Regions from separate parts of the Mus musculus genome. Here regions 2, 3, 4 and 5 are each linked to region 1. The links are chromatin contacts, called in public HiCAR-type, Micro-C and promoter capture Hi-C maps. All regions are on one chromosome and are shown on one strand. The core of a region is the stretch at or near the end of the contact, and the rest is flanking DNA. Distances in the headings are between cores, read along the strand shown. Region 1 holds the start of Rap2c (RAP2C, member of RAS oncogene family). Region 2 holds the start of Phf6 (PHD finger protein 6). Region 3 holds the start of Ccdc160 (coiled-coil domain containing 160). Region 4 holds the start of Enox2 (ecto-NOX disulfide-thiol exchanger 2). Region 5 holds the start of Gpc4 (glypican 4).

What was found. Promoter capture Hi-C pulls out the DNA fragments that hold promoters and counts their contacts. A called contact is a pair of places that touch in the nucleus more often than the background predicts. HiCAR-type assays count read pairs that join an accessible place to other places.
Region 2: a contact with region 1 is called in a promoter capture Hi-C map of erythroid cells, with 51 times the contacts expected there. The contact joins the promoter of Phf6 here to the promoter of Rap2c in region 1. A contact is called at or near these places in 3 of 39 promoter capture datasets (erythroid cells, liver and pre-B cells), 2 of 484 Hi-C or Micro-C datasets (CD4 T cells and cerebral cortex), 2 of 115 datasets of contacts at active chromatin or transcription factors (astrocytes and cardiomyocytes) and 2 of 9 other capture datasets (adipose tissue and liver).
Region 3: a promoter capture Hi-C map of hippocampal neurons shows a contact between it and region 1, with 4 times the contacts expected there. The contact joins the promoter of Ccdc160 here to the promoter of Rap2c in region 1.
Region 4: a HiCAR-type map of astrocytes shows a contact between it and region 1, with 6 times the contacts expected there. The contact joins the promoter of Enox2 here to the promoter of Rap2c in region 1. A contact is called at or near these places in 2 of 39 promoter capture datasets (liver and pre-B cells), 1 of 115 datasets of contacts at active chromatin or transcription factors (astrocytes) and 1 of 9 other capture datasets (liver).
Region 5: a contact with region 1 is called in a Micro-C map of embryonic stem cells, with 6 times the contacts expected there. The contact joins the promoter of Gpc4 here to the promoter of Rap2c in region 1. A contact is called at or near these places in 1 of 39 promoter capture datasets (liver) and 1 of 484 Hi-C or Micro-C datasets (embryonic stem cells).

Annotation. Positions count from the first base shown.
Region 1 is chrX:51,014,959-51,020,077 of GRCm38.p6, reverse strand. Rap2c (RAP2C, member of RAS oncogene family) reads left to right here and starts at 2,060. Exons shown (of 3, transcript NM_172413.2): 1 at 2,060-2,452; 2 at 4,795-5,107. The coding sequence starts at 2,180. The coding sequence ends at 5,073.
Region 2 is chrX:52,909,271-52,914,389 of GRCm38.p6, reverse strand. It overlaps Phf6 (PHD finger protein 6), which reads right to left and starts at 2,176. Exons shown (of 11, transcript NM_027642.2): 1 at 1,954-2,176.
Region 3 is chrX:52,788,206-52,793,324 of GRCm38.p6, reverse strand. It overlaps Ccdc160 (coiled-coil domain containing 160), which reads right to left and starts at 2,125. Exons shown (of 2, transcript NM_001034059.1): 1 at 2,000-2,125.
Region 4 is chrX:49,285,317-49,290,435 of GRCm38.p6, reverse strand. It overlaps Enox2 (ecto-NOX disulfide-thiol exchanger 2), which reads left to right and starts at 2,194. Exons shown (of 16, transcript NM_001271447.1): 1 at 2,194-2,335; 2 at 3,532-3,591. It overlaps Gm39513 (a long non-coding RNA gene), which reads right to left and starts at 3,520. Exons shown (of 2, transcript XR_882305.2): 1 at 2,146-3,520.
Region 5 is chrX:52,161,767-52,166,885 of GRCm38.p6, reverse strand. It overlaps Gpc4 (glypican 4), which reads left to right and starts at 1,963. Exons shown (of 9, transcript NM_008150.2): 1 at 1,963-2,270. The coding sequence starts at 2,111.

The sequences.
Region 1 (5,119 bases), core at 811-3,310:
GGGCTAGCTGGAGACAGACACTTCACTGGAGAGACTGCACCAGCTTGAGACCAAGGAGAAAAGTGAACTAGTCTGTCCTTTGACTTCTGTAAGTGACACTGGGGACTACTGACCAGGGACAGTGGGATTTTACACTTCTGTGATTCGCCTACCTTCTAATGACTAACACTTTGGAATGAGTAATAAATAGATCTCTTTCTCCAGCTTGGTCATTAGGGCTTTCAAATAAGGAAATGTGGAGTCACTTTAAGTAGGCTGGCCAGAGATTCTCTCAGGTTTCTGAGTGTGCTCGAATAAAGAGGGGGTGAAAAGCCCCAAATACTGCCCGGTCGTGTGGCCCATGGATAAAGTTCACAAATAGAAAATTAGCATCAACAATTTTCTCTAAAAATAGAAGTTAGAGTTATTATTTGCTTTTGAATTTCAAGGCTATGAACGAAGGCCTTTAAAACAAGGCTTCACTGTGCAACAGCCAGGTGGGCAGTTTGTTATGCGTTGCAGATGATAAAAAGACGAAATGAAATTATTCCACAGGCCTAACCATTTGCAATCACCTTTCGATATCGGTTACCATTTCTGCTGTGTAGTAGTTGGAAATAGTTGGAACAAAACTGAATAGTCCACCATAAAGTCTACTTGCACTGCTGATCCCTTTGAGCCTTGTGATATATTTTTTTAAAGTTTCATATTTGCTGAGGGAGGTGAGGCAAATGTGCCAACTGATAAAGTACAGAGTGCCATACATGACTAAAACAGCACCTTCAAAAATCAAGAGCCCACACCAACTCTAAGGGTCCTTTGCATACTTTGCTTCGGAAACATATCAAGTGGAAAGAAATAATAGCTAAGAGAATTAACTTCCTAAACTGTTTTATTTTCCCAGTAACTTCCAGCCGAGGGATATCTGGTGTTCTCAGCACTTAGATTATTGGCTGGCGGTCTCGGGCCAGGGAGGGAATCAGGTCCTCAGAAGCAGCTGCTCGACACCTAGAAGCCTAGGGACTTGGGCGGGCCCGGGGTCGAGCCATATGGCCGACCGCTCAGGGCGTGAAGGCTGGAGCTGAAGGTTTCCCCGAAGCGCCCTTTCTCAAGGCCATTGCCCCGACCTGTAACCCGGCCGGGCGGCCCGGCTCGCTCGCTCTCTCGGCGCTCGGCAGGGCGCGGCCCTAGCGCCACCCGGCTCGCCCCGAAGAAGAGGTGGGACTTTCCCCACCGGAAGTGAACGCGTCCAGTCTCGGGGAATTGGGGCACCTCAGCCAGTGTGTCAGGGAAACCCTTCCGGGTTTATATTGGGGGTGGGGGGTGGGGGGTGGGGGGTAGGGGAGGAAAAAAAAAAAGAGGTGGGTTCAACCGGAGTCCCTGCGGCCACCGCCGCCGCCACCGCCGCCGCCGGTCCGCCCCCGCCCCTTCCCCGTCCTTCCGCTAGCAGCAGGGCCCGGGCGGCCCGGTGGCCATGGCCTTGGCTTGACTTAGCCTCCCGGGCGGCTGGGAGCGTGTGGCCAGGACAGCAGGGTAAGCGGCGGCAGAGGTGGCGGCTGCGGGCGCCAGCGTGGAGGTCAGGCAACACCTAACGCGCGTCCCCTTCTTCCCTCTTCCCCGTTCCCCTCCCCCCCCCCCCCCGTTACAGGTCACACGAGCTCCGCGGGACCCTGGGGGCCCAGAGACCCCGCCCCAGCGATAGCGAGCGAGCGAGCGCGCGCGCGCGCGCGGCGGGGCCCGGAGGCTTCGGGCCGGCTCGGCAGGCAGCGGCGCCGGCAGGAAGCGGGGACCCCGGGCCCCTTTGTGTGTGTGTGCGCGCAGGGCGGGGGGGAGGGGTGGCGGGCAGCCCCCGGCCGCCAGGCCCCCGCCCCTTCCCGCGTGGGGGTGCGCCGCGGCTCCCCCCAACCGTCGCTCGGACGCTCGCCGGCGCGCCCTCCTCCCCACGCCCCCCAGGCCGCCCTGGGTTCCTATAGGAAGGGCATCAGCATCCCATCCCCACCCACCCGACGACACTTGGCTCTTTTCCCCTCCCCCTCCTGGAACTTCCTCCTCGTCCCCGGTCGGGCCCTCCGCCTCTCTCCGCACTCTCCTCCCCAGTTCGCACATTTCCGCCCACCTTCCGCCTGGCCTTGCCGCAGCGCAGCTAGCGGGGTGTTATTTTTTCCCCCCCTTGGGTAAGGAGTTGGTGAAGGTGAGACTCATGAGGGAATACAAGGTAGTGGTGTTAGGGAGCGGAGGGGTTGGCAAATCTGCCCTCACCGTGCAGTTTGTCACCGGGACTTTCATTGAGAAATATGACCCCACCATTGAAGATTTCTACCGCAAAGAGATCGAAGTGGACTCTTCCCCGTCAGTACTGGAAATCCTGGACACCGCAGGAACCGAGCAGTTTGCCTCCATGAGAGATCTGTACATCAAGAACGGCCAAGGTTTCATCCTGGTGTATAGTTTGGTTAATCAACAGTCTTTTCAGGTAATCAAACCAAGTCTTGTAATTTCTTTGAAGGGGGTGTGGTAATCCTACATGTACTTCTCATTTGCTTGAGCTGTGCGTTAATGAGCGTGTTTGGCTTTTGAAAGTTTGGCATGGTATGGAAAAGCCCTGGATTGTTTCTGTAGAGAGTGCTAAAGTAACAGACATCGACAAATATTTTAAAGTTATTTTTAAGGAAAAGAAAAGTGAAAAGGAAATAGGTCAGCCTGAGTATTTTTAGCCCTACGGTACAACCTGAAGTTGTTTATTCACTTCAACAAGTATCGATTAACGTGTTCACAAAACCTTCCGTAGATAACCTCAAGTGCGGAGCACGGTGGGCTGGGCGAAATTGTTTGAAGTCCATTCTCTCGTACACTGAGCTAAAACCTGTGTGCCTGCTTTTCCTTCCCCCTGCTCTCCTAGCTCCTAAGGTCCTCAGCTTGAAGCCTAAATCTCAGTGGTGCAAAATGCGGGCTAGGCCTGCTTTCTTGGCATTTTTCTTAGGGGAATGCAGCCGAAAGGGGAAGTTGCTGCTCTAAAAGACTAGTACCTAGGATTCCTAACCCACAGAAAGCAAGGATGACTCTCCTTTTCTCCCGTCGAGCCATATCGTTTCTGCCATCGTAGCCTATACTTACAGAAAAATATGTGGGACTGGGAACGCAGATTTCTTAGCCCAGTGGGGTAGCCAACCTGGATCTGGTCCAGTTGCTTCAGAAAATCCCTCCATCCCTCACCGGGAACTAGACTGAAGTTAACGTTATTTTAAGAGATGCACTAATTGTTGCTATTTATTCCTTGAAAATAAATGACCTTATATTGACCCGTTATATTGACCTCCATTGATTTAGGAAACGGATTTTTTTTCTGCATTTAAAGGTATGCACTTAATGTTGCTTACTTAAGAAATATTAAGTGCCTTAGCCAGAGTAATGTGCTAGTTTCACATTCTTTGGGAGTTGAAGTTAAAGTGCTATGTATGAATTTTTCTGGTAACCTTATACAACAACTTCAAGAACTTCTTTGTAAAGAGTATAAGTTCTGGGCAAATGACTCCAAAGAACATGCTAGGTAGACTCACATTCCAAACAAAAGTAGCATAAAGCATTTCCCCCAGAAGTGCTGAGGGTATTATTTGACAGGTATTTTCCTTCTAAGGGATCCTCGAAAGATTTGTTTTTCATTCAGCAGACTCTTCTGGTCTTTTCAAAGGTGTTTCATACCATTTCCACTGTATCCTCTTCTGTTATAGCCATAAGTACGGAGTATGGAACTCTGACATTATTTCAGCAGAGACTCGGGTTCCTTTGAGGCAAAAGTTGGTGTGCTTAGGTACACTTGTTGTTCCATAAGGAAACCCAGAAAAGCAGCTTAACAGTTCAGACAAGATTGAATTGGTATATTTGACCTGTGTATGAATGTTTTGTTTACTGTAATTAGTCAAATATATATATATTTATATATAAGGCAACTCTTTAAGTTACAGGACACATACAGGAAAAAAAAAAGCAATGCTGGCTAACCCTATAAAATTCCTATATCAAAACCATTCTCTGCGGAAATTGATGTTACTGAAACATAGCTAATGCTGTGATCTTTAGTAATGAACTACAGTTATTCCCATGCAATATATGTGTGGACAAATCAGAAGGCAAGCAAACATGGAAGAAGCCATGTCTGACTTCTCACCCAGACCCCTGATGCCTTGACCTTCTTGGGCTGAGTTCACTGTTACCACAGTTGTTTGCTATTACAACGCTAAGCACTTAGTAACCAATGTAAAATGAGATATTTATGTCTATGAATCTTAAAACTGGATTTCTAAGCATCGAGTGGTGTCTGTCTCTGTCTCTTTCTGCCTCTCTCTCTCTCTCTCCCTCTCCCTCTCTCCTTTTCCCCTTGTCTTTAAACCACTTTCCCTTAAGCCCTCTTGTTAAATGACTAGGAGTTCCATCCATGCTGCAGTCCTGTGCTGGGATAACAGGTGGTACAAGGAATGGTGACAACAGGCAGGTTTAGGGGGCTGGCCAAACATGTGTATGTTCATATTTGGGGACATGATTCTTTAATCGAAGTAGACTGAAGGTGGGGGTGGGGTTAGAGGAGTCTTAAGGTTGGTGCACAGCTTGAGTTTTATATTTCTGATGCAAAAGGCACAGCTAGTGCAACCCATCTCGTTCCCATGTCACCAGGGGAAAATGCTACTGTTGTCTTTATTTCCAGATGTGACTTTAGCTTTGTAGAGTCACCAAGTAGTGATTTTTCTGATTTTGAAAGGTGTCAGCTGTGGTAATGCAAAAGTCTAATTGTGTTCTTTCCCTTTGTGATTGCTTCACTAGGATATCAAGCCAATGAGAGATCAGATTGTGAGAGTGAAGAGATACGAGAAAGTCCCACTCATCCTAGTGGGAAACAAAGTGGATCTGGAACCAGAGAGAGAGGTTATGTCTTCCGAAGGCAGAGCTCTGGCTCAAGAATGGGGCTGTCCTTTCATGGAAACGTCAGCAAAAAGTAAATCAATGGTGGATGAACTTTTTGCTGAGATCGTCAGGCAAATGAACTATTCATCCCTGCCCGAGAAGCAAGATCAGTGTTGTACAACTTGTGTTGTCCAGTAAAAAAGAAAACCTCAGCCATGGCCATACCGAGCAGGTTAGTGGTGGG
Region 2 (5,119 bases), core at 927-3,426, 1.9 Mb before region 1:
ATATATATATATATATATATATATATATATATATATATATATATATATATATTTTCACACACACACATACATACACACATATACTTACTTTGCATTGTAAAGCATTCACACATTTCTTGGTAATTTATATTTTATTTGAAAGTGAACAGAAACACACAAATGTGCAACAAACGATTAAAAATTTGCCTTGCTATGCAATGACTAATTGGATTTTTCCACTAAAATTCAAATAATGCATGTGTGCAGAGCTTGCTGATTTTTTACATCTGCCTTATAAACCATGCAGCAGCAGAGCCCATCATGGAAACAATGACGCCTAGCAAAACTGTCTATCAAAAAAAATACAGATTTTTATCTACTACTGTCACACTTGTGGTCTAGGGTTAAGCAGAATAAGGACATTCAATCAGCATTACTTATGGGGCTCAAAAACATCTATTGAGCGCTTTCGTTTTAATTTAAAGGTTTTTCAAGAACAGGCAAAGCTCAAAGTTCAATACTTTAACCCAACAATGAGATGTTTCAAAGAAAGGTAACATTATGGATAATGTGTAAAGGTGAAAGAAACAACAGTAATTTTATGGGAAATACAGTTTAAATGTCTGAAAAAGAAACCCCGCTGAAACAATGAATGCATTTCCGATTTTCCAAGATGCTGTGAAGCATCGAGGTAGAAACCACCTGGATGACCAAGGAGGGCATTCGAGAACCAACTCGAGAGCTTAGTCAATGGCTAGTATCTTAAAAGAACGTTTTCTACCGAAAAAAACAAACAAAACAAAACTGCAGTTCCGGAAGATGAAAAACCTTCCGCATGCAAGCCAGTTGAAATTCACAGATATAAGTGCGATCCTCCAAAGATAACACGGTCTTTCTCTCAGCAAAGTTGCAGTGAAGAGAAATAAATGAATAGGAAATGTACCGGAAGGGCACCTGAATTTGGTTGCACGATATTATTACATGCTTCGCACTGCTTTTTTTTTTTTTTTTTTTGCGGTTATTCAAAAGGAAACTAAAGGAATTTTCCAGTTGTTTCAAGCCAAAGGGTAGTGAAGAAATTTGAACTGTATGAATAAGACCCGATATTACGTAGGAACCAGAGGAAAATTAAAGGCTTTTCAAACATCAAAAGATTTGTTTTTCACTTTCACACAGAATATCGAAACGAATAGAAACTGCAAAAGAACGCCGTGCTGTTCGCCCATGTAATAAAGGACCAGGCAGGAAACAGAGCGGATTCTCTCCGTTATGTATTCCCCAATCGCACACTAGCCTCCTAGATCTCCCTCTAACCAAGGCGCTGGATAAACTCGAAAAAGTCTCTTCCTTCCCAACACTTCAGTAGGTTCCTTTCAGCCAGAAAGTCGGGGTCCCCCCCCCCTCCGATTGTCCTTGGCCAAGTCTCTGGAATTCAGGAAAATATCACCTTCTTCACACTCCTCCCTTCCCCAGGAGTTCGTCCTCTAAGGACCTGACTCCGAAGCATCTCCTTATCCATCACTTTCGCCCGATTCCCCTTACTGGGGAGTTTTTCTTTTTCTCCCCCTCATTCCGTAAGGCTTACCCTCATGCCATCCTAACCATTTTTTTTTTCTCTTACACTTCGGAAGTAGTCACCCTCCTTACCACTGAAACCATCTAAGCGTCAGCAGAGTTTTTTTTTTTTTGAAGCCCCCATCCCAGTATTTCTCTCCTCCGATGTGAAGCCCCCTCCCCCGAAGTCTAGGCTGCCGCCTAACATGTCCCTCAGCGCCCCCACGGCACTAGGTCGCCAGCCTCTGTAGGGAGCACCGACAATGCGCGGCGCCTCTGGGGGTCCCTGACAATGAAGGAGACCACCGCCAGTCCCCCCCGTAACAACGGGCAGGGGCGGCGGCCTGGCCACCGCCATCCTCTTCGTCTTCTCCCGCCAGAGAGAGAATGGGGGGCCCCTGGCTACCGCGGGGAACTCACCAGTGGGGCTCACGGCTGGGCGAAGGGAGGACAGCGCCCACGAGGGAAGACGGGGAAGGCGGGAGTCGGTTCTCCGGCACTGCCGAAGAGCGGGGCTCTGTCGCCAGGGGTAGTTTCCTTTCATTCGAGGAGAGACGGGCTCGCCGAGCGCCCTTACGTTGCCTCCCTCCGTACGCACACGACCCACAGGACGTTGAGACGTCTCGAGCGCGCCGGGCACTCTGATTGGCCACCGAGCCGGGGCGGTTGAAGCCGCCGAAGGACGGCGCACGCGCGCAGACCGGCCCCTCGAAAGGTTCGGGGTGCCCCGCCTCCTGCTCGCGCGCGGACCTTCTATTCTCCGCTCTGCCGCCCGGCTGAGGCTTGGGGGGCAGGAGTGGAGGAGACGGAGAAAGAGATTTGAAGAGAAAGCTAGGCACTGGGAGGAGAAGGCGTTGGGTTGGGGCCAGAAAGCCTGGGACCAGGTCCTGGGGAACCGGTTTTCCCGCGAAGCAAATGCACAGGCCTTAGCCCTTGCACTTGTTCGTCGAGGCCTTTTTACATCCATTATTTCATTGTACTCTCCTGGCATCCCTGTGGGGTCCTCCTTTCGCCTGATTTCACTGCCGGCAAAGAGCTCCCAGTGCAGTTTTCTTATTTGCATGGCCGTCTTTGGGCTAATCGTTTTAATCACTCAACCTTTTTTTTTTTTTTTTTTTTTTTTTTTTTGGAGGAGGAGGACGGAATGTCTTGGAAATGAGGATGAAATACCTTCCAAGTTTATTGTGAAGAAGACTAAGGATGCAACTGAAGCATGTATTACCGTAATAGCTGGCTGACTCTTTGTAAATGCTGGAGTTGCCATAATCAAAAAAGATGAGTGATTTTCTTTATATTCCACACAAATGAGCTACATACCTAAACCAGTGCGCGCTCTCTCTCTCTCTCTTTCTCTCTCTCCCTCCCTCCCTTTCTCTCTTAGCTTATTGGAGGCATACTCCTGACTGTGACTCTCAGCTCCCTCACTTCTAGCTCTGTGACCTTGATCACGTTGTATTACCTCTCGTCCCTCAGACTTATCAATTCTAAAATGGAGAACGCAATGGTCTCCCTCACAAAATGTTGTGAGAAATGAGTTAATATGTACAAATCACATTAATGTCTGGGGACATAGTATACTTTATGTGAGGGTCAACTTTTGTTATTTTCTTCTGGCCTCTGTGAGGGGAAACCATTTTTTAAAAAGAAAAAAAAATCTAACGAACCAGCGAGGCTTTAAAAAGCTGTCTGATTTAGCCATGTTTCCTGCAATGGGAGTGAATTTACACTCTGGATCCAATGTTTTTACATGTTGTTCCATCAATCTTTATGGGTTTTTTTTTCTTTTCAAGGTCAACCTTAAATTTCATTGCACAAGAAACCAGTAATCATAGTGGTGTAACATTGATTCATTCACATGGAACTCAATGAGGACCTACAAATCAATCATTTAGCTTTAAGGTATCTTTCTGTAGTGCAGGTGCTGAGTTATCTATCTGTCCTGATTTTAGCACCTAGACCTGTGCTCCCCCCCCCTTACTTCACATCTCTCCTGTGCTGTAGAAGCATCGGGCACCAGTTGCTTTGCCCTACCTTGCCTTCACTCTTAAAAGATCCACCTGCTTCCACTGCCCTTTGCCTGCGGTTACTCTTTAAGGTAGTGACTAGAGATTTGCATAGGAAGATCCACAATGAGTATTCCATTTAAACTGTATGTAAATCAGAGGCCTTCCACCACCATCTCCCAAGTTTTATAGGTTTATTGATGCCACAATCATACAGATAAATATGTAAGAGAAAATGCACTTGAACAGCATAGGTCTTTTTGACACCCTAGTCCCACATTTTTACCATTCTTTCATCCACTCTTTTATTCATGCACTTACTTGAACACAATTTAAGCCAATAAAAGTTTGCAAAACGAAGTTCCAAGCCAAAAGGAAACAGATTAATCTGACACAAGCCCATTGAGTTCACGATCTAAATACTGAGGCCATCAAGTAAACCAATACGGAATGATGTGCTGAAGGTGCACACCTAAGGAAGAGTCGTACACTGCCCGATGTGTACAAAGCACTGTGGTCAGCTACAGCACAATAATGATTAAGACACAGCTTTTGCTTTCAGCTCATTACAGTCTACTAAGAAAAAGACAAATGGCTACAACAGGAGATGTAAGCAGTAAGTACCTTACAGACAGGGAGAAGTAAAAGAGAGTTCCTAGAGTGTTATCAGTGGATTCAGTTACCTTCGGGCCCAGGCGTGGTAACCAGTCCCAATTAGCATGACTGATGGATGCAGCCTGTTATTTCCTGCTCTTAGTGCCTGGGGATCTAGCATAGGCCACACTGATCTCCTAGTGATTCACCAGTACCAATCCTCTTCTACTCTTCTCCTTCGGGCTCCAGTTACTGCTTTTTTTGTACTTCATACTCAGCAACGGTCCCAACATCATCTAATACATCCATCTCACTCTGATCCAATTGGCTCTGCCCTGGGGCACCAGTTGCTTTGCTCTAGCTTGCCTCTACTCTCAAAAGATCCATCTGCTTCTACCGTCCTGTGCCTCTGGTTACTCTTCAGCCATTTATTCAACAAACATTACAGGTGGCTTCTGTATAGCAACTAGTATTGGAGGTTATAGAGACTTGAAAGGGGACATGGCATAGCTCCTTACTAACACAGCAAGTGGACGCTGGATGTGACTGAGGGTGCTCAACTATAACCCCTGCTCTCAGGAATTAGAGGCAGGAGGACCTTGAGATTTCCAAGCTAGCCTGAGCTACACCGCAAGATCCTGACTCAAAAATCAATGTGCAGCTAGAGAGATGGCTCAGAAGTCAAGAGCACTGGCTGTTTTGGCAGAAAACCTGGATTTAGTCCCTAGGACTCACAACCACCTGTAACTTGAGTCCCAGGGGGACCAATGTCATCTTCTCAACTTCAAAGGCACCAGGTATACACATGGTACACTGACAAGCATGCAGGCTGAATATCCGTACACATAAAGTAAAAATGAATAAGGCTGGAGAGATGGCTCACCGACTGCTCTTCCAGAGTTCCTGGGATCAAATCCCAGCAACCACATGGTGGCTCACAACCATCTCTAATGAGATCTGATGCCCTCTTCTGGTGTGTCTGAAGAGAG
Region 3 (5,119 bases), core at 876-3,375, 1.8 Mb before region 1:
GGTTGTAAAAAACCACTCAGTAACAAAATGAAACCCCAAGTGAGCTGTGTGCAGCCCCAGCTATGCCTTACTAGACAACATTGAGGGCAGGCTAGAAAGGGGAAATCTGGAGAAAGGGTTAAGTGCAGGTTGTGGCAAGCTACGCTGCTGCTCACCTTTCAGAACCGCTCAAGACTCGCCTTCCCGGAAGCTGCAGATTCTTAAGGTAAGGAACCGGGATAAGGAACCTACTTCACAGGTGGTTAACAGCAAATGGCCCTCCTCAAGCACTCTGATCCCTGACAGCAGTAACCTGGGGCTCACAGCTAAATCTACATATGGAGATTCCCTGCTGTGTCTAGAACCTGTCACACTGGCTTTGTTTGGGAAAAGCAGAGATTTTTCTCTCCAAAACTATTAAGTAAATTCATTTTTCTCCCCCACTTCACATCTATCTGTCATATTCCCTTTTTCTGTTACCATCGGTGAGCATTGAGACCTGAAGCTAAGTATATTGGTCACACTGGTATCTGGTAACAATGATTTTTAACTGAGTTATTTTGGGGTTTTGTTTTTAAGAAGGAAAAAGGAAAATCTCTACTGTCCTCCCTAGCTTACGAACTTCGCGGGATGACATTTTAAGGCAAGGGCTTTCATGTTTCCCCTGAAGTTTATTTGACTTAGCTCAAGTCTTCAGGGCACTTTTCTTTTGAACGTTTATGAGGCCGTCTTGGAAGCGTGCTGACAGGGATGAGTGATGCTTTGCTTACAAAGTTGAAGGTTTATGTTGGGCAAGACTCTGAGCTTCTGAACTCCCAGGATGAGATAACAACCAGAACAACTGTACTTACCCTTCCTGAGGTCCAAGGTCTTAGACCGGATGTCACTGGTCTCCTCCAGCTTGAGCTGGAAAAAACAGTTCACCACCACCACCCCCACCTCCCTACAGGAAATATAATTTAAAGAATGTCCCAAACCCATGTTATTCTCTGAAGTGTCCATTCAAGTCACAGATGCTACACCTACAATGTCTGTGGGTCTATCTGCAATGTGGCACCAGACAGAAGTCATTTCTCTTTCTAAGTTTTCAGCCCATTTTTCCAAGTGTTATGCTACCGTCTTCCTTCCTCGGGCAATACAAATGTCAAGTGGGGCAAGAACCACACTGATACTGCATTCACCACGGTTATCTCTTTACCCTGAGCATGTATTGAACAGACAAGCCACCTGTGGTGGAGACAGAAGCTTGCTGATTACAATGTGCCTACCAAGAGTCACAGGGCTGGAACCTAGGCCTGGCTTCCCTCCTTCGAGTAGAGTTAATTTGTAAAAACATGACACAGAGAAATGGTCCCGCTTTTTTTTTTTTTTTTTTTTTGCTTTCATCTTTCAGGGTTCTAACATATGGGTCAAGTGCCCACTTCCCTGGACAGAATGTCCCTTCTATTGTTTAGGCAATATGGAGAGAGAAACAAAGTGCCACCGAAAACTCAGCACTGTGTGTGGCTATGATCCTCAATTCTTTGTTATTAGTGTGAAATTATCCCTTCTTGAAGAAAAGATACGGAGTCCCCTGAGTTCCCAAGGCTTAGACTTTATTACTATGGGAGTCACATTCTTGCTATAAAGCTGTATCTTTATATGCATAGTTTGGGGATTTTTCTCTGTGAATGGTTAACTGAAACTCCTGCCATCCTTGCTTCTATGGAAAAGAAGGTGGCCAGGAACAAGATGTTGTTAGAACCCCCACTGCAGGTGACTCTTTTCACCTCCCAGTCCAGATCCTGTAGCTAGTGGGTGAATGGATAAGCTTGACCCCACTTCTCTGTCCACAACCCCTTTCCCACGCCCTGTTTCTTTTCTTTCCAAACACACGCTAGCTCCAGCCTGGGGCTCTCAAGAGAAAAAAAAAAAAACCTGCTGCTGGGACTTCCTTGGTTTTCCGCCCTCTTGCTGGGAGAGTCAGGGGGTAAAGAGGGGCGCGCCAGGGGAACCCGGGATGTCCCTTACACAGACATACCTGGAAGCGCGGGTGCGGTTGGAGAGCCCTGTCCACTCTTCCCCGAAGCCGGTCACTACCGACAGGAGGCAGCCCCTTGTTCAGTGCTAGCCACCACGACCCGGCCAGGCTGGCCCGGGGCAGAGCCTCTGCAGTGCAGCTCCAGCGCGGGCCGCACTGTTGCCTAGCAACCAGGCGGATGGATTTAAAGGGACCGGGCACTGAAGGAACCGGTCGCTGCAGGTTGAGTACTGCTGCTAGTCAGGGAGTCAAGGCCGGACCAGAGCACTGAGCATGCCCGGTAGGGCGGCCACTGTGGTGGCTTCTGCCAGGCAAGAGATAGGAAAGCAGGGAGAAGACGCTGAGTCAGAATAGGAAAGGTCAAGAAAATGCTAGGCAAACCCATGCACCGCTGGGACTATTAGACTAGATGTGGGAGATTCTCAAGGCTATGTGACCACCGACTGTGGAGAAATGGAGAGGCAGTTGCATAGGGTTAATCCCCTAGATTTGGTATTTAGTAACAGGATGTTATGGAGGATTCGCTTTGGAAGACCTTAGGTTGGAGTCAGGGTTGCTAATAATGTGGGAGTTGCATCATATCCCCATCTCTACCTTATGTACCTGTCGAAGGTCAGTCCAATGGCTTAGCCAGAAGTTCTACATTAGGCAAAGCACTAAAAAGAACCTTGAGTCAGAACCTGGCTCTACCTGTGTAAAAAATGAGGCCTGTCTCTCCATCCATATTGTCTCCATTTATCACTCAAGAATTTGCCTAAGTTGTTCTTGAACCCATTTGAATGTAAAAACGTTGAGGACAACTAGTTTACACTATACTCAAGGGTTAAAAAAAAAAATCACTCCACCCCATAATCAGCATCCAAACGCTGACACCATTGCATACACTAGCAAGATTTTATTGAAAGGACCCAGATGTAGCTGTCTCTTGTGAGACTATGCCGGGGCCTAGCAAACACAGAAGTGGATGCTCACAGTCAGCTAATGGATGGATCATAGGGCTCCCAATGGAGGAGCTAGAGAAAGTAGCCAAGGAGCTAAAGGGATCTGCAACCCTATAGGTGGAACAACATTATGAACTAACCAGTACCCCGGAGCTCTTGACTCTAGCTGCATATATATCAAAAGATGGCCTAGTCGGCCATCACTGGAAAGAGAGGCCCATTGGACTTGCAAACTTTATATGCCCCAGTACAGGGGAACACCAGGGCCAAAAAGGGGGAGTGGGTGGGCAGGGGAGTGGGGGTGGGTGGATATGGGGGACTTTTGGTATAGCATTGGAAATGTAAATGAGCTAAATACCTAATAAAAAATGGAAAAAAAAAATCACTCGCTTTCCCCAGTCACCCAAATTTTCTCTTTAAGTTTTAAAGCTTCCTCACAACTTTCGAGGGGTTTCTTGGGTGACAAAACCCCGCCTCCTTAATCATATTATTTATTCTAAACATGCTATTTTGTGGAACAAATAAATGGTCTCCTCAGGCTTTGATTAGTCGGTTGCACAGTGTAAATTTTATAGCCCATGCCGGGCTGAGACTGGAGGCTGTGAAACACGGGGTTTTGCGGGCACCAGATAGCAAGAGAAAGAAAGGGAAATGACGGCTCTGGGGTCTCCAGGGAAAGATGGTTTAAGTTCATTTTAAAAGTTACAATCTAATTTAAAAGACCTAACAGGTGAGTGACTTGGGAACAATACCGGAGCTACTTTTTGAAAATTCAAACCTTGGGAACCGGATCTAACAGGTGTCTGGGAACCGGCAAGGCTGCATTCAGATGCCCCCAGGCCCTGTTCTCTGGCTGCCTTTGCCTCCTTAGAGAACCAAAGTCAACAAGGTAGATGTCTCATGTCACTGTGTGTTTTATTAAAGACCCTGACAGAATTGGCCTGTGGGATTCCATGAGCTTCTTGATACTAAATTTCCAAATTGCCCCGTTTTTAATCAGTGGCTTTCCTTGTCTTCAAAGGGCTCCATTTACTTCTGCTTGCTATGGCATCCATTACTAATAAAATAAAGGAGTCTTTCTTGATTGCTCTATGTGTTAGATTCCCCATTTGCGCAATGGAAGTAGTTGTATCTCACTCATAAGAGTTCTGTGAAGAGTGAATTAATCAGTTTCAAGTCCTTAGAACAGCACAGGACGAAGTAACTCCCCCAGGAAAAAAATTGTGGCTATCATTATCTTGCTCCATAATTCCATTACTATCCTAAAAAATGTAAATATGACTACACTGATGGAAAACAGGATTTGGAATCTTAAGATCAATCATGCCAAACCTTTATTTCATGTGAAGTTGCAAATCTTTTAAAGTAATTCCACCCTATTACTATATTCCTGGTGGAGCTGAGGTTGGGGGGAGGGTGGGGAGGATGGGAGAAGATTACCTTGGTCTGTGTTTCAAATGTGTCTTACTCCTTCATGTCCTAGAAGTATCAAATGGCAAACAGTCAAGAATTATGGGGACAGAAAATTTCATTTTTCAATACTACAACCATCTTAGACGAATATGAAAGTTAAACACCAGTTTACTGTCCGCTGTAACCTTTTCCGGTACTGAGGTGACAAGGCACTTGGCTTGATAATAAGTGAATTACAAATCATGCAATGGAACCCAGCCTTCTCATTTTACCATGTAGGATACTAAGGTTCAGAGAACCAACGTGATTTACTTTCTGATAGCATAGCAAAGCAGGCCGTATAAAATAATTCTAGTTTCAGCAGCCCCAAACTTGTGATAGTCCGACCAATGAAAATATGTAAACTTATAGACCTGTATTGTACATACATAAGTCTCTAAACATTAATGTAGGTAATGACAATAATAGATAACGTTAATCATACCCCACATCTCATATCTCAGCATAGTATGTGAGCTGTACTTTCACAATGAATCTAGAACCTGTTTCTTACTGTTTTGTCTCCATCATCATTCACTCGGATCCTGGTGCCTGTGATTTCTTCACCGAACTATTGCACTCACCAAACTGCTTCTAGACTTGCTCACTGCGTCTATTTCTCAGGGTTGCTGTAGCAAACTATCTCGAAGTGAGAGGCTTAAAACAATAGATACTTATTCTCTCACTGTTTTCAATGCACAAAAGAACAAAGCCAAGGTCATACAAG
Region 4 (5,119 bases), core at 945-3,444, 1.7 Mb after region 1:
TAGTATTCCTGGATAACTTTTTGATGGGCAGCTATCTAGATATTTTATTGAGTATTTTCATCTATGTTCATCAGGGAGATTGGTCTGGATTTATTTATCACCTTTTTAGAATAAGGGTAACACTGATTTTATAAAAATAATTTGGAAACGTTCTTTCCTTCCCTATTTTATGGGATGATGAAAGGAGTATTGATATTAGTTCTTCTTTAATGGACAGGTAGTATTCTGTGCTGAATCTATCTGGTCTTGGGAATTTTTTAGCAGGGAGATTTATTATTCCTGCTTATAATTCATTGGTTGCTATGTGTTTCTTTATATTACTTCACCTTAGCTTAAGGTTGGTAAGTCATATGTATCTAGAAGTTTATCCACTTATTTTAGATTTTTCTTTTTAGTGGAACACGAATTTGTAATGTCCTCATGATTCCCTGAATTTCCTCACTATCTGTTGTAATTTCTCCCCTTTCATCTCTAATTTTATTAATTTGTATCATCTTTCTCTTTCTTTTAATTAATTTACAATCCCTTAATGTTTGTTTGCTTTGAAACACAGTCTCACTATGTATCTTTGGCTGGCTTGGAACTCATTATGAAAAGCAGTCAAACTTTGAATTCATAGAGGCTTGCCTGCTTCTACATCCTTAGTACTGAGAAAGATGTGGACCACCACACCTGGCTCTCTGTTTTCTTTTGCTTTTAATGTAGGCACTTAGTGCTATAAAACTTCCCCTTAGCCTAGCCTTTATCATGTGCTATTTGTTTTGATGTGTTGTTTTCCTTTTCCATCAATTCTAAGAATTAAAAATTTGTCTCCTTGAGTTTTTTGACCAAATTATCATCCAGTAGTGTGTTTTGCTTTTTTGAGTTTGTGTATTTCTTATAGTTTCTATTGCTGTTAATATCTACCCTTATTCTACTGTGATTCAATAAAATGTAGGATATTATTTCAAATTTTCTTTTCTTTGTTTGTTCAGTCTTGATTTGTGTCCTAACATGTTAATTTTGTAGAAGTTTCCATGGGCTGATGAGAAGAATATGTACTCTTTAGTGTCTGAGTGTAATTTCTGTAGATGTCTGTTCAGTCTATTTGATTTTTGATGTTGTGTAAACTCTAGAAATTCTCTGTTTAGTTTTCGTCCTGCTTTTTGGTGGGAGTGGGGTTTTAAGGTCACCTACTTTAAATGTGTTTGCATTAGTATGTGTTTTTAGATCTAATGTGTCTTTTATGAAGTTGGGTCTACTGGTGTTTATCCACCCATTTATTTACTGGTCTCTTGTTACATAGTTTTACTTAAAAGATGTTTTCTTGAAGATATGTAAGATATTTTTCTAGTTGTATTGTGCATCTGTTATGAGCTATAGCATTATACTAGTATATGGCAAAGCCATCAATCTTCAATACAAGAATACAGCTTAACTGCCTATCTATTTAGTAGATTTCTTTTGGTATCTCCACATCACATTTACATATTTAATTATGACAAGTCCTAAAGGAAAATATAATTCCCAATTAGAAGTACCTAGTTTTCTAATGACTCTAACAAAAGGCAAACTTTTACAAGGTATATTTTTAATTAAAAATTTAATCTTAACAAAACGGAAATGTATATGTTCATAGCACATGTGTTTAATTATGCATTTGAAGAGGCTTAGGCAGTAGGATTCTTAATTCAAAGCCAGTTCTAGGCTAGATAGCAGCATTCTTCCTTAAACAAAAAAATCAACCATACTCAGACTTCAAATGAAAATGTCAAATTATAATGCAATGCAAACATTCTTTCTCAAAACATAAATACTTTTCTAGTATTCAAAAGAATCTCGAACATTTATCTGTCTCTACAAGCTCTCTATACCTAAGCTTGAGGGTCCTTGCACACTAAACTACAATACCCATAACACTGTCCTGTATTTCAACTCAGGGTTTTCAGGAAGCTTGGTGTGAGAGGAATTGTGGGTATCTAGAAGAAAGCATTTTGACTTCATCTCCCAGAATCCTCTAGCATCCCTTGATACCTAAGCAAATATTGGATACTTCTGAGGAATAACAGTTTCCTGTGACCTCAAACTACATTTCCCATGAAGACACATGCTCGGGCCTCGCGGTTCTCTGATGCCCTAGCCAATGGGAGAGGCTTCAATAGTCACCTGGTAGGTTAGAGTCCAGCTATTGGGCCCCATTGCCTGGCCTAGGCCATCTAGTAGAAGGTGCACGGTTGGGAAGACAGTTGTGGGGCACACCCCACCCTGAGGGCACTCCGGGTCCAGGAACTTCCGAGCGGGTCCGATTTTCCGCGGCTGTTTAAGGAGTAGCGCTTCGGTAGCCGGGGAGCTGGAGGTCAGCGAGGCAGAAAGCCCGAGTGGCAGTGGCCGGGGACTGTGGGACCGAGGGGGTCTAGGGAGGAGGGTGCTTCCGGGGCCGCAATCTTTGGCGCCTAACTCCGCCCAGCCCGCTTCTTCATGGGTGGTGGGTGCCTTGACTGGAGTTGGGGGGCAGGCACCAGTTGCCTTAGCATCCAAAGCACAAGCACGTCCCCCCTCCTCCCAACTCTTCTCTTATTTCCTACCTCCACCCGCCCCTCTCCCCACCACCCAGCGCAGGCTCCTTCTTAGGATGAGAGAGCCTCCAAAAAGTGGCATCTGGATTCCCCTTCAGGCAGGAGTTGGGTGCTCTGTTCCCGCCTTTAATTTGTTGCTCAGCTCTGAGCACCTACCACTGCAAGTACACACACAAACCCCACTCGACCCCACCCTGCACCCCCGTTTCCTCTAGGCGAGTGGAAATTCCTTGCTAAACCCAGGGCTTGATTTTCTGTCAATTTCCATTTCTGCTTCCTGATAATGAGGTGTTCTCTCTCTCTCTTTCTCTCTCTCAATCTCTTTCTCTTGGCTCATCTCTTTTTACTGGCCTTTTTCAACTAGTCATTGGAGTGGAAAAGGTGTCCTTCAATTTCCAGAAGGGATAGGAAGCAGAAAAAAAAAGAATCTTACTTTTGAGAAATACACAATTAAGGTTCAGTACAGTGTTCTAGTGAGGGTAGAGGGCAAATTGGACCATTTAAAAACCTGGAGCATATTAAGGGCTTCCAGCAAAATCTGATTAACACCAATAGATAGAATTGAGAGGCTGCTTTGTAAAAGTTCTAGCCTAACTCAGAGCTTCCTGACGTCTTGAAACTTACTCTTTCCTTAGAACAATCCTAGTATGCTTTGTGGAAGAGGTTGCCTTTCATTTGGGCTCCAGTGGTTTAAAAGAGATTCAAAAGGAGCATAAGAGGAAGAAAATGCTTCTTGATGATGCAGGACTTGGCGAATAAGAAGTGGGGGATGGAAAAGGAAGGAGTGTATGACAGAGGCACACATGGTTCTAGAAGAGGTATCAGCAGGGATATATTGGGAGATAATACTAGGATAATATTGGGAGATCATAGTGACATGACAGGTAGAAGAATATGCAAAGTTTGAATTTATTCTGTATTGAATAAAATTAAAGACAAAAAAATTAAGACTGGGTGATTTTCCTTTTCATCCTAGGGGAACCTGATTTGAGATCAATTCTTGGAGAACACAAAGAAGTGTGGTGGTATGTTCCAGGTGTGAGTTTAAATATAAGGAGAAACTTTTGTCTTGTAGATGTTTTATTTGTGGCTAATCTTCGCCACAACCTGTATCTGTCAATTAGAAAGCAAAGTGCCATAAACATAATAAGAAATGAGTTTGCTGTCCTTGTGTAGCAGAATACCTGAATTGTAACCATCTGATTAGAAGACAGTATTGACTCCTATTTATTGAGCCCACATAATGTCCAAGAATCATAAGCACTTAGTGACACTGTCTGAGAGTCTTATATGTACTATTATTTCCACTATTTCTCTAGAAGAAGAAACTAAACTGGGTATTTTAAGCAAATATCTAAAGACAAATAGATTAGAGATAATCGAGGTGGAGTTTTGATGTACAAACTTCTGACTTGAACGCCCATGCTCTTCGCCCATGGTTTCCTAGTTCTGATGTGTATTTTTGTTCATGATTTTCCAACTGTGGCAAGGAAAGATTAAGGTACAATTGTTCATCCTGGAAGAAACCCAAATGAGTCATTTGGATTTTTGTGTCAGAGTGTGTCTGCTGTAAAGTCGTTGCCAATACCACATTAGATTAACTGTTATAACCATAGTTGATTATGCCTGCCAAAATTATAGTCAATGTTTCTTTTTCTAAATTAGATGATTCTATACAAAAAATTATGTCCAACCTTTACATCATTTGGGTGTAGACAGTTCTTTGGGTTTTATTTCATTTCAGCTTTTTCAAGGGGACCCAGGTTACTAGATGTCCTCTGGGACCCGAGTACACGTGAAATACAAGAAGATACAATCGAATACAAGGCCTGAACCCTCACTGGATTTCGGGGAGCTAGGTGACCACAGTTGTGAGGTACCATGGAGTAGAAGATTGTAGGAGAATGGAAACAGGTAGACAGCATTGTGATATGGTGAGGAAAGAGTAGCTAATCAGAGGAGGAGGTTATGGAAACGTCTTTTGTGAGGAGGTGACATGACAGGCCTTGAGGGAATAAGGAGTTTGCAGGGCAAAGAAGGGTAGAGAGGAGCCATTAGAGATAAAGGAATCACTCTGAACGATGTGTGTCTCTATAAGAGTAGAGTGTGAACAGTTCGTCACAGCTGGGTACAGATGTCTAGGATAAGGAAGGTCCAAGCAAAGCACGCTACAGCATTTTGAGCATGATTTTTGAAGAATCAGCTGTAATGGTACTGAATATGAATACACAGGCCCATTGGCTGTCCAAATGGGGTGCATAGACCAGTGGTAGTTATGTGGTGCTCTCACTCACATTTAAAAGTTCATTTGTTGCATACTTGAATGTATCAGAAAAAAAAAAACATCTGGATTAGCTCATCAAACCTAAGGTTGCATAGGACTTGATCTAATAAAAATAGAAACTACATTAGTCTTAAGTTGATCTAAGGACAAATATTCAGTAAGAGTGTGACTATGTTCAGCATCACCAAGTTATAACCTCATGTAATTAGATATAAGGAATCCAGTAGGAAATAGAAAATAACGTGACATTTTCAGGAAGGGTGCATCACTAGCACATTTT
Region 5 (5,119 bases), core at 714-3,213, 1.1 Mb before region 1:
GGCTACAGGGAGGGAGAAAACTCTACCACAAACAAACAAACAAACAAACAGAAAAGAAATTGGAAGTCCTACTTACAGACAGGTCACAGTGTGTCTGTTCATGCTACTGCTCTGCAAGAGTTAATATATTGAAGAGGAGTCTGCAGTGGGCATTCAAAACACCCTCCACAGCTCCTCACCTCCAACCATGTCAGCACGGTTTCCAAAGAACAGTGGAGGAAGTCTCCACAAACCCTCTGAGGGCGATAATTGTAATGATGGTTCGTATCTTCACCCTATGTAATTTTATGGGAATTGAGAGTCTAGCCAAATAATAAGCTCCAGCCCTTTTCATCTGCCCAGTTCCCAGCACACTCCCGAAGTGTCTGAGGCACTTCTCACCCTGAGCTCTTAAAGCAGATTGTAACAATAACAACAGTAATGACAAGTTCACAATCTGCACGGTTCCCTTCATTAAAGGAGCCCTGGGAGCTTCAAAAACACTCATTAATGGAATCTGACAAAGCTTGGAAGGTGGGAAGACTCACCCATTCCCAGTTTTTCTTGTGACTAAATGTAGAACGGGAAGAATTGGAAATACTGGGCTGTCATTCCCTGCCACCACTAGAGTCTTTTCATTCAAGAGTCTTGGGACTTTGGACACATTGACCTTAGGTGAGTGCTAATTCTTAGCGTTTCTTTCTTTCTGTGGGGTGTCAATTCCTATACCCTACACAGGGCAGTGTGGGGCCAAAAGTTTTTCTGAGCAACCTTGATTTAGCTCCATCTCCTTGAGGTTCAGTGATTGTTTTCTGGTCAGTTTCAGAGTTTGTGTATATTTATTGCAGAACTTAGGGTGTGAGCGTGCGTTGAACAGTGTGTGGGGATGAAGCAGGTGAGAAGATGATTGCTAGAGTTAGGGGCTAGCTTGTGCTCTTGGGGGAACACTGTGATGGGTCAAGGGGGGCTAGGTGAGCCTCTCAGCCCAGCTGTGAGTTCCAGGTCCCCCGGCCCCCACCCCGCGTTGTTTGGATCAAAGCAATGCCAGTATGTGAGTGTGCCTTCCTTGCCCAGGTGTTGGTTAGAAGTGGCCCTGGATGCTGGGTAGAAGCAGCGAGGCTGGTATTGGGGCTGGAGGGCTAAGTGCTGCTCAGGCCCATGGGGATAGCCTGTCAAGTGGCTGTGGAGAAAGGCTTGTGGCTCAGACAGGGGCTCAAGGCCCCAAGATCCAGATCACCAGGATCTCTTGAGACTTGGCCCCTTAAGCGGGAAGAAACTGCCCTTTCCTCTCTTGCTGGGGGGGGGGGCGGGGGGCAGGTTCCCCGCCTCTGAAGAGGAGGGCAGGAGGGAGGAGCCCAGCAGGGCGTGTCGCAAGAGGGAGCGCCGCGCGCCCCGTGCGGGCCCCCTAGGAAGTGGATTTGGCCCGCTCCAGATCCAACCCAGCTTCCAGGTTTTCTCCCGGCCCGGCCCTGCGTGCTCCCGCCTGTCTCGGGCTCGCCCCCCCCCTCATGCCCGCCCCCTCCCTCCCTTAGGGCCGCCCCGCTTGGCCAAGTTTGCGGAGCCTCGCTGTGCGAGCCGGGCCAGTCAATCAGCGGCAGAGCTGAGAAGGGCACAGCCGTGCGGCCGAGGGCAGTGAGCTGAGCCGGGCTGGGTGAGCGGAGCAGCGCCGGGTGGCTGAAGCCCCGCGCCAGCGATCGCCCGCCGACGCCGCCCACACTCTGCTCTTCTGCGACGCCTGCCACCTTCCCTTCCTTCCCTGAGCCCCTCCGCCCCTGGCTAGCTGGCCCGGGTTCTCTAGCCTTCGGAGTCCCGAGGTCACGGATCCTCTCCCTAGTCCCTTGGGTCCCGCGCCCATTCCACGCCTTTTTCCTCGTACCGCACCCCGGCTGGGCGCCTGGCACCGGGGACCGTTGCCTGACTCGAGGCCCAGCTCCACTTTTCGCCCGCGTCTCCTCCTCCTGCCCTCCTCCTCCTCCTCCTCCTCCTCCTTCACTACCAACTTCAACTCCCCGGTTCTCGCTCCGCTCGTGAGTGTTCACTCCGCGCCTCTCCGCCCGCTCCGCAGCGCTGCTTTCCATCGGGTCTCATTCTGTCCCCTAAAGGTGGGAGCGCGTCCGTCAGGGTCCGCACCATGGCACGCTTAGGCTTGCTCGCGCTCCTCTGCACCCTGGCCGCGCTCAGCGCCTCGCTGCTGGCTGCGGAGCTCAAGTCGAAAAGTTGCTCGGAAGTGCGACGTCTCTACGTGTCCAAAGGCTTCAACAAGAATGATGCCCCCCTCTATGAGATCAACGGTAGGTGGGAATCCTGCACTCTCCCCATTACCGAGCGGTGGGCACCCCGGGAAAAGGGGCGCCCCCCCCCACGCCGCATCAGGTAGCCGAGAGGGAGAAACGGGCAGGCAGGAGAGCCAGCCCCGGCTTTGAGCGGGCACCGCGAGTGGAGGGGCGCCGCCGGTTTATTCAGTGCCACCCAGGTCCTTTGCTGCTGCCCCCCACCCCAGCCCTCTCACTCCCGGGAAGCCACTAGGGACTCTGGCCCTCAACGTGCGTGGCTTGGGCTCTCTCGCCTTTTCCGGGTTGAATTCTTTACTGGGTTCCCCGCTTTGTTGTGTGGGTGACGACGAGGCCGAGTGGGGGCGGGGTGGGGAACCTCCTGGAGTTTGCAGATTCCTAGGGGCGCAAAACGTGAGACTTGAATGAGCCGCTCATTGACGGTCTCCTAAAATTCCTCTCCCCGCCGCCTCTCTTCCACCGCTGACACGGTTTAGTTTTTAGGAGCTGCAAGGGCTTTAGAAGTCACCTTTAAAAAGCGAACTCTTCTTACTCCTTCAAATCCCGACTTTTGGGAAGTCTCCAGCTTTCCGGAAGGTGTTGGATAAAACGGGTATTTCCCTTCCTTTTCTCTTTTCTCACCTCATTTTAAGGGTTAATTGCACTTTCAATTACAGACCTTTGAAAGGACTGATTACAGGAAACCTAAATCTCAGTTTGGAGATGGTTATGCAAATGAAGATGGCTTTGCCTCTGAAAAAGTTCACCGGATTTCAGCGCTGGGGGGGTTGCGGGGGGTTGTGTATGGTATTTGGGGGAAGTCCTCCTAGAGCGCTGGGGAGGCTGCATCAGGTATGCCCTCCCCTCCTGCTCCCGAGGTCTCCAGGCCCGCTGGTGGCAGTGCCTGGGCTAGTCCTCCTTCCCTGTTGTACTAGATTTTTGAAGCCGCCAACTGTTGCGCACAGCCCTGCGGGCTGGCGGCCGAAACGGCACAGGTAGCTTGTTCACCCTGGAGACTCTGAAGGAGCTACGAATCTAACTGGCTTTTGGCCAGCTTAACCTAACGGAGGCGTTAGAGATTCGAGCCCCGAAGGCCAAATCTCCATTCCGAACCATTCATGGAAGTGTGCAGAGTGCGCCTTTGCCTCGCTGTACTGGTTGCCCGGGTGGGGCAGGCAGGGGGCCAGCAGCCAGCAAAGGAAATACTGTAATTTTAACCAGGCGCTTCCAAAAGCTTTAGAAGACTTGGGGGTCATCTTTTGGAAGGCTATTAATAACCTCGGAGATTAAGTGTGGTCATCAATTACATATAAACTACAAAAGTAATTGAGGGAAGTGGCTGGGTACTTTCAGAGTGTAATCGGGCTCCATCTAGAAATAGAACTGAAGAAATTGTTGGTAGTAGCCCAGGCGTCCACTGCACCTTGGCAGTTGTCAAGTAACTCACAGGCTACTGATGAAAGGCTGTTTGCCCTTCAGCTGCCTGTCTTTTTGGGAACTCAAGTATGTCCTCCCAGACTCATGATTTTATTGGTTGTAGAGCTCTGAAAAGCCCCCTTTCTTTTCCCTCTTCCTCCTGCCCTGCCAGCAAAAGAGAATTGAACCGGCAGCCGCAGAAGCTTGGGAGCTCTGCAGGTCAGACCTGAGGTCTTTGTGCCCTGCACGGCTCGAGCCTGGGTGCTTCAGAGATGATTGGCGTGAAGGTTACAGTTGTCATTCCCACATTCTGAAGGGAGGCATGCAGCTATGCACTTAATGGGACAGTGACAAGTTTCCATGTGCCTGTACAAACAATATGTGCCTCTGAGATGGTCTAGAGGCATTTTGGCCGAGGGCTATGAAATCACCCTCCCCAGGTACTTCAGGTTTGTGGTGTGCAGTCTCTAGAGATGGCAGCATCCCCAGCCATCAGTCTGATGGACAAGGAATTTGGGAAGGTGATGGTCAGGGACGATGGGTGTTCCCTTTGATTGTCACGGGCACTGAAGATACCTGAGGTACATCTTTGTATAAATGTCTATCTGGACCCCCCAAAAAAGATAGGGAGTTATTAGTGCCCAGCAGCAGGAAATGGAAGCTAATGTGCTCACACCCAAAACATTTTATTCTTTTTGTCTTGTCCTTCATCTCCCTCCCAGGGCTGCTGCTTTTATTTCCCCCTTTCAGTGACCTACTGGACTGCATTCTCCTGAGGAACAAAGGAAGTGCCTTTTTAGCTGGAATCCTTGGAAGACCACCAAGGACTTTAGCTCATGCAGTGCAATTTCGCACCACTTTCAACAATAACAAAAATGCATGACTGAATGGCTCAAAAATGTGGAGTGTTAGAGGCATTCATTTGAGTCTAGGACACTGTCACAACACAGACAGACCCCAGTGAATACCTTTTGATGGCTGGTCTAGAAGCAGGGTAGTCTTTACCATCACCCTGGCCTCTCCAGGTGCTCGCATCAGCCTCACCTTTTGGGGACTATCCTTAAATCATTTTGACCATTTGGGGAGGCAGTTCTGGGGAAGTCAATGACTTGGCATGAGCCTAGATCTGATGAATTAGTTACCATGCACTTTACTTGGGAGAAGAAGTATGTATTTTCTTCAAAGCCAGAGATGATTTTACAGGTAGCGGGTTGCAATGTCTATAGGATTAGTTCACTGAACCCTAGGCTTATCCAGGTGTAATGTTTTATTTTGTTTGGAAAGAATAATGAGGATTGAATCTAGGGCTTTGTACATGTTAGACAAGCACTCTTACCCATGAGATATACCATACCCTACTTCTTGAAGTTTTATTCTTGATACCCTTGCACTTCTAGTCTAGAAAGACTGTGAGCAGATTTGCTGTTCTGAAGGACTCACAGTTATAGGTCATA